Regions from separate parts of the Triticum aestivum genome. Here region 2 is linked to region 1. The links are chromatin contacts, called in public Hi-C maps. All regions are on one chromosome and are shown on one strand. Each heading gives the region's core, a stretch centred on a gene start, on an enhancer-like site or on the middle of the called end of the contact. The rest is flanking DNA. Distances are from core to core; before and after follow the strand shown.

Region 1 (2,998 bases), core at 131-2,630:
ATTCGTCATCGCAGATGCCTTCTTCCTCGTGGAGCCCCCTGCCCAGGGTCACCGCCTCCAGATCCTGGCATCCCGTCGCGTGACCGGCGGGAAGGGCGCAACGACGACGATGAATAAGATAGGACATTGAAGGGGATGCGCTCGGAGCCGTCTTTCCACTTCCTCTCCAAAGATCATCGTCGGTGTCGCAGCCCCCGGGTTCACCACCATAGGACTCTAGAGCGTGATCCCGCAGTTAGGCCCTTGTGGCCCCTGTTGAAAAGGCACCTTCCTCCTTAAGTGATTTTGGTGTAGATAACAACGCAATTTGCGATTTAATTGTGTGCCAACCTAAGGAGCCAAGGGGAATGCTCGAGGTTCGCCCCGATTAGCTAGAGCCAAGTTGAGGACAATTGCTCGCAAGGTGAATTAGCGTGTGAGATGTCTTGTGAAGGGACTTGGACTAAGTAAGTGGTCGTGATTGTGAGTCATATTAACCATGTGCTGCAGTTAGATTTATACACTGCGAGTCAGCTTGTGTGAATAGCATAATAACACATAGAAGTTTAAGGAAAGGGTTTTTTTAGTTAACCATGACTTGCTTCTGTTTGATTTTCTCAGATATATTCCTTGTTTTCTTTACATTTCTTACGAGCATAAAAGTGTTGTCTTTGTCGCCGTTGAAGAGACATGCATTGTCACTGGGAGCTTAATTGATTTGATGCCAACATTTTGTATTACCAATATTTGGCAATCTTGACATTCTTTTCAGGTCAGGAAGAAAATTGTTAACCAATCACTAGCCAACATTGTCAACCTTTTTGCATCGATTTGCTCTTATTCAATATGCCATTACCTCTCGTGATTAGTTAGAAGCATCTCATTTATTAATCAGAGACACACACACTATAATCTCTCGCAAGATGATAGACTTTGAAGCGACGATAGTGCCAGAGCAAGGGGTAAAGGCAATGACAGTCTGAGGGTTAAGAGGGGGCAAGCGAAAGATATTGCTTTGTCTTTTCGCAGGGAAAGAATATGAGTAAGGAGACATGATGATTTTCAAGCATTAAAGAAGTAGGAGAGAATCAATGTTATTGCCATACAAATTGGAAACACATGTCATCATAAATAACATATAACACACATTTGGATGATTTATATTTTTTTTACTCCATAGCAACACATGACAATTTAGGTAGTTAGTCGTAATAACACAAACTACCATCAATATTGAAAATGTAAGCCACGGTCCACATCCTGTAAAACTTTTCATTTAGTGATCTACTATATGCTATACTAAGTTGATTGTTGAATAGATTAAAGTTTTTTAAATAAAATAAAAATAGCACTAAATTTATATAGTATAGTGAGCTTGCGTGGGGAATCCGGATGTCTGGATCCGACCGCGCACCGCTCCCATCCTCTGCCTGACTGCCTCCCATGGCGCGTTCCCTGTCAGCCAACCCCCCTCCCGTTCCCCAACCTCTCTAAACCCTAAATCCGAATCGCATCGCATCGCGTCGATCCAACGGGATTCAAATCAAATCGAACGAGAACAGAAAAACGAACGCGAAGCTCCGGAATCCCAGCAATGGATCGCTCCCGCTCGAAGCGCGGGTACCACTACGACCAGGACTCGCCGCCGCCCCGCTCCAAGCCCCGCTTCGACCGCCGCGGCGGGGGCGGCGGCCCGAACACTAACTCCAACTACCACCGCCGCGGCCCCCCCGGAGGCGGCGGCGGCGGCGGCGGCGGCGCTCCCGACCGCCGCGGCGGCTTCCTCCCCCCTGACGCCGCACCGCCCCCTCTCCCTCCCCCGCCGCCGCCCGCTTCCTCCGCGGCGGCGGGGGGCGGGGGTCCCGGCCAGACCACCTCCTTCCGCATCCTGTGCCCCGAGTCCAAGACCTACGGCTTCCCCGCCAGCTTCATTAACAACGCCCAGGATGACAGCGGCGCGATCATCACTATCCACCCGCCCTTCCCCGGGGACCCTGTCCGCGTCATTGAGACGGCTGACGGCGTCCCACGCGAGGCGGATGGCCGCCCGCCGATGTTCTCGCCGGCGCAGGAGGCGCTCCTCATGGTGCACCGGCGGATCCTGGAGACGCAGCCTGACGACGGGGATGAGGACGGCGAGTACGGGCCCAGGGGCAAGGACGCCCGGGACCGGGGTAAGGTGACCACCCGGCTCATCGTGCCACGGCAGCATGTGGGGTGCCTGCTTGGCAAGGGTGGCAAGATCATCGAGCAGATGAGGTCCGAGACCAAGACGCACATCAGGATCCTGCCTCGCGAGCAGAACATGCCTCGATGTGTATCGTTGTCGGAGGAGGTTGTGCAGGTATGGTGCCTGCTACAATGTTGTAAAATATTTCAATTCTTCTTCTGATAAGAGAGCATTGACAGTTGGTGTTTTGATTGGATATAGCATTGTTTGAAACTATTAGCTGAACTAAAAAAATGAAACAAATGTGGGTTAACAATTATGTTAAGTGTTGGAGAAGACTTGGACCGAAGACAAATCAAACATATGAATGTTCAACTACTTAAGTTAGTGGGTAATGCCTCATGCTGTGTACCTTGAGATTTGGTTTCCATGATGACATTTTTATGTGGCTCGTAGTGCCATGGTTGCCCTTCCATTGAAAAGTATTGGTTCTATGTGAGGAGGCGTGGGAAGTAAGCCAGTGCACAAATTTCTGCATCCATGTTTTCAAGGACTTGAGGCTGAAGAGATATCAATCAAGATTCTGACCCTGCAAAAATTTTAAAAAAAAAATCAAGATTCAGTTTCATAGTTGGTCGAGTGCTATTCAGATTGTAGATAAGTTGTGAATGTCTTTCTCCATGGGCATTGCCGTATTGTATCACTCAGGAGAAAACCATCATGTGGGGAGATAAAACAAGGAGAAAATTGTGTGCAATCATGTTATTCTGCTACGAGCCATTCTCATCCACCTTCCTGCGTGTTTATTCCTTCTCCCGAGTTAGTTAAGATATCTCAAGTTGGTTTGCT
Region 2 (2,998 bases), core at 161-2,660, 490 kb before region 1:
AAAAGAGTGTAGTGATAGCATCTAGATATAAAATCAAAATGTTAACAGAACATGAAAGTAGACAATTTCTTGCTCATCTTGACACTCATTTGAATTAGGAATAGCCAGCACTTTTATTAAGTGCAATCAGTCAGTGGTAAGTTTTTCCCGAGCAAAAATGTATCAAGTGATTTAGTTTTGCGCAAAACTTTGTTTACTCTTGCTAACCCAAAAGTGTGCAGTGCACTTCCCTACATTATCTGGGAACAACTTAAATCCATGTAAAAGCTCTTAGAACTGAAATTACAAGTGAACATAAAATTTGAGTTTGACTACCCATACAGGGCCATGGAGAAATAAAAATATGTGATACAACTAGCATTCTAAGTAAAATAATGCTACAATTTTCCAGTATGTAGTAAAATATGGCTCCATGGATCATGAAATGCACATACCTAGAGCTGTACACCAGAGTCCTGCAAGAGCATCTATATACTTTTTCCCATTGATATCATAGACATATGCACCCTGTAATATGAGTTGCAGAGTGTAAGATAGAACTTTCAAGTTAAAATCACTGCAATTTATGGACAAGTGAGCATTAAGCCCCAGAACCTCAGATCTATCAATAACCAGGGGATGCACATCGGTGCTCTGCCATCCAGCTGTGAATGGAGCCAGCATGCCATGCCCCTTGAACCTGGTAAAACGTTGCAGCATCAGTAGAAAATATACACCGTAGATATAATCCATGTGAAGCTTGCAAGCATCCTAGCGCGCAACAGAGTGTGGCGCACTGACATTTCTGCTCATGGAGATTTTACCTACCCGATTTCTTCCGTCGAGTCGGCCTGAAGAGACGGCTCAGAGCTGAAACCCCTGGCTGATGCCTCTGAAAAACTATGCAACCCATGCCAGCTTCCACCGCTGGCTACATGTTTCACTAAGCTCTCAGCCTGTGCGGTGAGAGGGAAGAAGAAAAACAAAATAAAAGATCAGACATGTTAACTTTCCCCTGTTGAATTTTTTTACACACGTTCTAGTGTAAAAGCTTGGGAACTGACGAACAGAAACAGATCCCCAGGAACTGCTCTATCGCTGTCGCTCCAGAACCGATCGGACAAAGAGGAACATCTTGAATCGATCAAGCGAAAAGGAACATCTTGAATCGATCGTAATCTACCGCGCCACTTACGCCTCGGACAAATAAGGAACACCTCTGGCGTTTCTGGATGATGAGAACATGAGGAAGTACCTCTTTCTCCCCACATCAACAGTCTCGATAGGCAAATCGATAACAGAATGAAGGGGAATCGCGATCACCTTGGATCTGAGGAGGCAGCCGCGGGCAATCATCATCTCCCCTGGTTTCCGTCCACCTTCACTCACCTGTAACCTTGGAAGGAAGCGACAAGGGGAGTGACAAAAGGATGTCAGGGAGATAATGGAATTTATAGGCCCGGTGGAAACGGAACGGGACGGAGGGCCATCCCGTCAGACCGGTAGATGGCCGTTGGATCAAAGCCCACACAATCGTGAGATCAGGATAGTGGCCAGCATGCACCATCAGTGGGGAGTTACCAATACTAAAATCAATTACTACGTGGGATTCACTCACTACCCCTGCTTTGATTCTTCCAGATTTGTAGGAAACAAATTTCGGTTGCTATGGAGACTAATTAACTCCCCCTCTGTGTACTTGCCTCCTTATGAAATGCTTCCATTTAGAATTCCAGTTTGCTTCCCATGGAGCAGAAATTTGCTTCTATCTAATCTATACCTCTGTATACTCCTAAAGGGAATAGGCCCCTGATGTTGCTGGTAATCAACTCGCAGTCCATATTTAATCAGAATTTATTTTTATTGGAAACCCAGTGGTGTTTTTGGGGGTGTTTTTGGTAATCAACTAGCGGGCCAGTTTTAAGTCAAATTTTTGTTTTTGCAGGAAACCCCCTGATGTTTGGGTTAACCAACCCGTAGTATATATCAAATGATTTAAAAAAATATCAATATCTTTTAAACCCTAAGTCCGAATTTAACATGTTATATACGAAATTTGATAAGAAAAATATTTAGAATCTAAATATGATGTTATTTTACCTGTTAACCATTTTTAAATGTTATTTAGGGTGCAACCTTAATCAGTAGCGCATGATTTGTCTTACTTTCATGCTGGTGCCGATCGGGATTGGAAATGAACACCTCAACAAAAATAAGATTGGAGACGAAATAAACCATTTATAACCTCGGATGCATGCCTCGCCAAATCTTCACAGGGAAAAATAATAAATTTCTCATCTTATGCCGAGAGAGAGAGAGAGGCCCTAGGACTGACAACATTCAAAAGCATTGTTATTGTGTGAGCACCGAGGCCACGCTGCGAGGGTGGGAAGGAGGATAAGTGTTGGAAATATGCCCTAGAGGCAATAATAAAATGGTTATTATTATATTTCCTTGTTCATGATAATTGTTTATTGTTCATGCTATAATTGTATTAACCGGAAACCGTAATACATGTGTGAATACATAGACCACAATATGTTCCTAGTGAGCTCTAGTTGACTAGCTCGTTGATCAATAGATGGTTGTGGTTTCCTGACCATGGACATCAGATGTGATGGACAAGACCCAATCCTAAGCATAGCACAAGATCGTGTAGTTCGTTTGCTAGAGCTTTTCTAATGTCAAGTATCATTTCCTTAGACCATGAGATTGTGCAACTCCCGGATACCGTAGGAGTGCTTTGGGTGTATCAAACGTCACAACTTAACTGGGTGGCTATAAAGGTGTACTACAGGTATCTCCGAAAGTGTCTGTTGGGTTGGCACGAATCGAGACTGGGATTTGTCGCTCCGTATGACGGAGAGGTATCTCTGGGCCCACTCGGTAATGCATCATCATAATGAGCTCAATGTGACTAAGGAGTTAGCGACGGGATCATGCGTTACGGAACGAGTAAAGAGACTTGCCAGTAACGAGATTGACGAGGTATGGGGATACCGACGATCGAATCTCGGGC

Evidence for each region. Hi-C and Micro-C count contacts between places; a contact is called where the count stands out from the background.
Region 2: a Hi-C map of leaf shows a contact between it and region 1, with 2.8 times the contacts expected there. The contact joins the promoter of LOC123165077 here to the promoter of LOC123166542 in region 1. A contact is called at or near these places in 2 of 5 Hi-C or Micro-C datasets (both in leaf).

What each region holds. Positions count from the first base shown.
Region 1 is chr7D:438,974,245-438,977,242 of IWGSC CS RefSeq v2.1, reverse strand. It overlaps LOC123166542 (RNA-binding KH domain-containing protein RCF3-like), which reads left to right and starts at 1,380. Exons shown (of 8, transcript NM_001426797.1): 1 at 1,380-2,323. The coding sequence starts at 1,574.
Region 2 is chr7D:439,463,681-439,466,678 of IWGSC CS RefSeq v2.1, reverse strand. It overlaps LOC123165077 (probable gamma-aminobutyrate transaminase 3, mitochondrial), which reads right to left and starts at 1,410. Exons shown (of 19, transcript XM_044582704.1): 1 at 1,303-1,410; 2 at 808-935; 3 at 595-679; 4 at 435-507. The coding sequence starts at 1,338.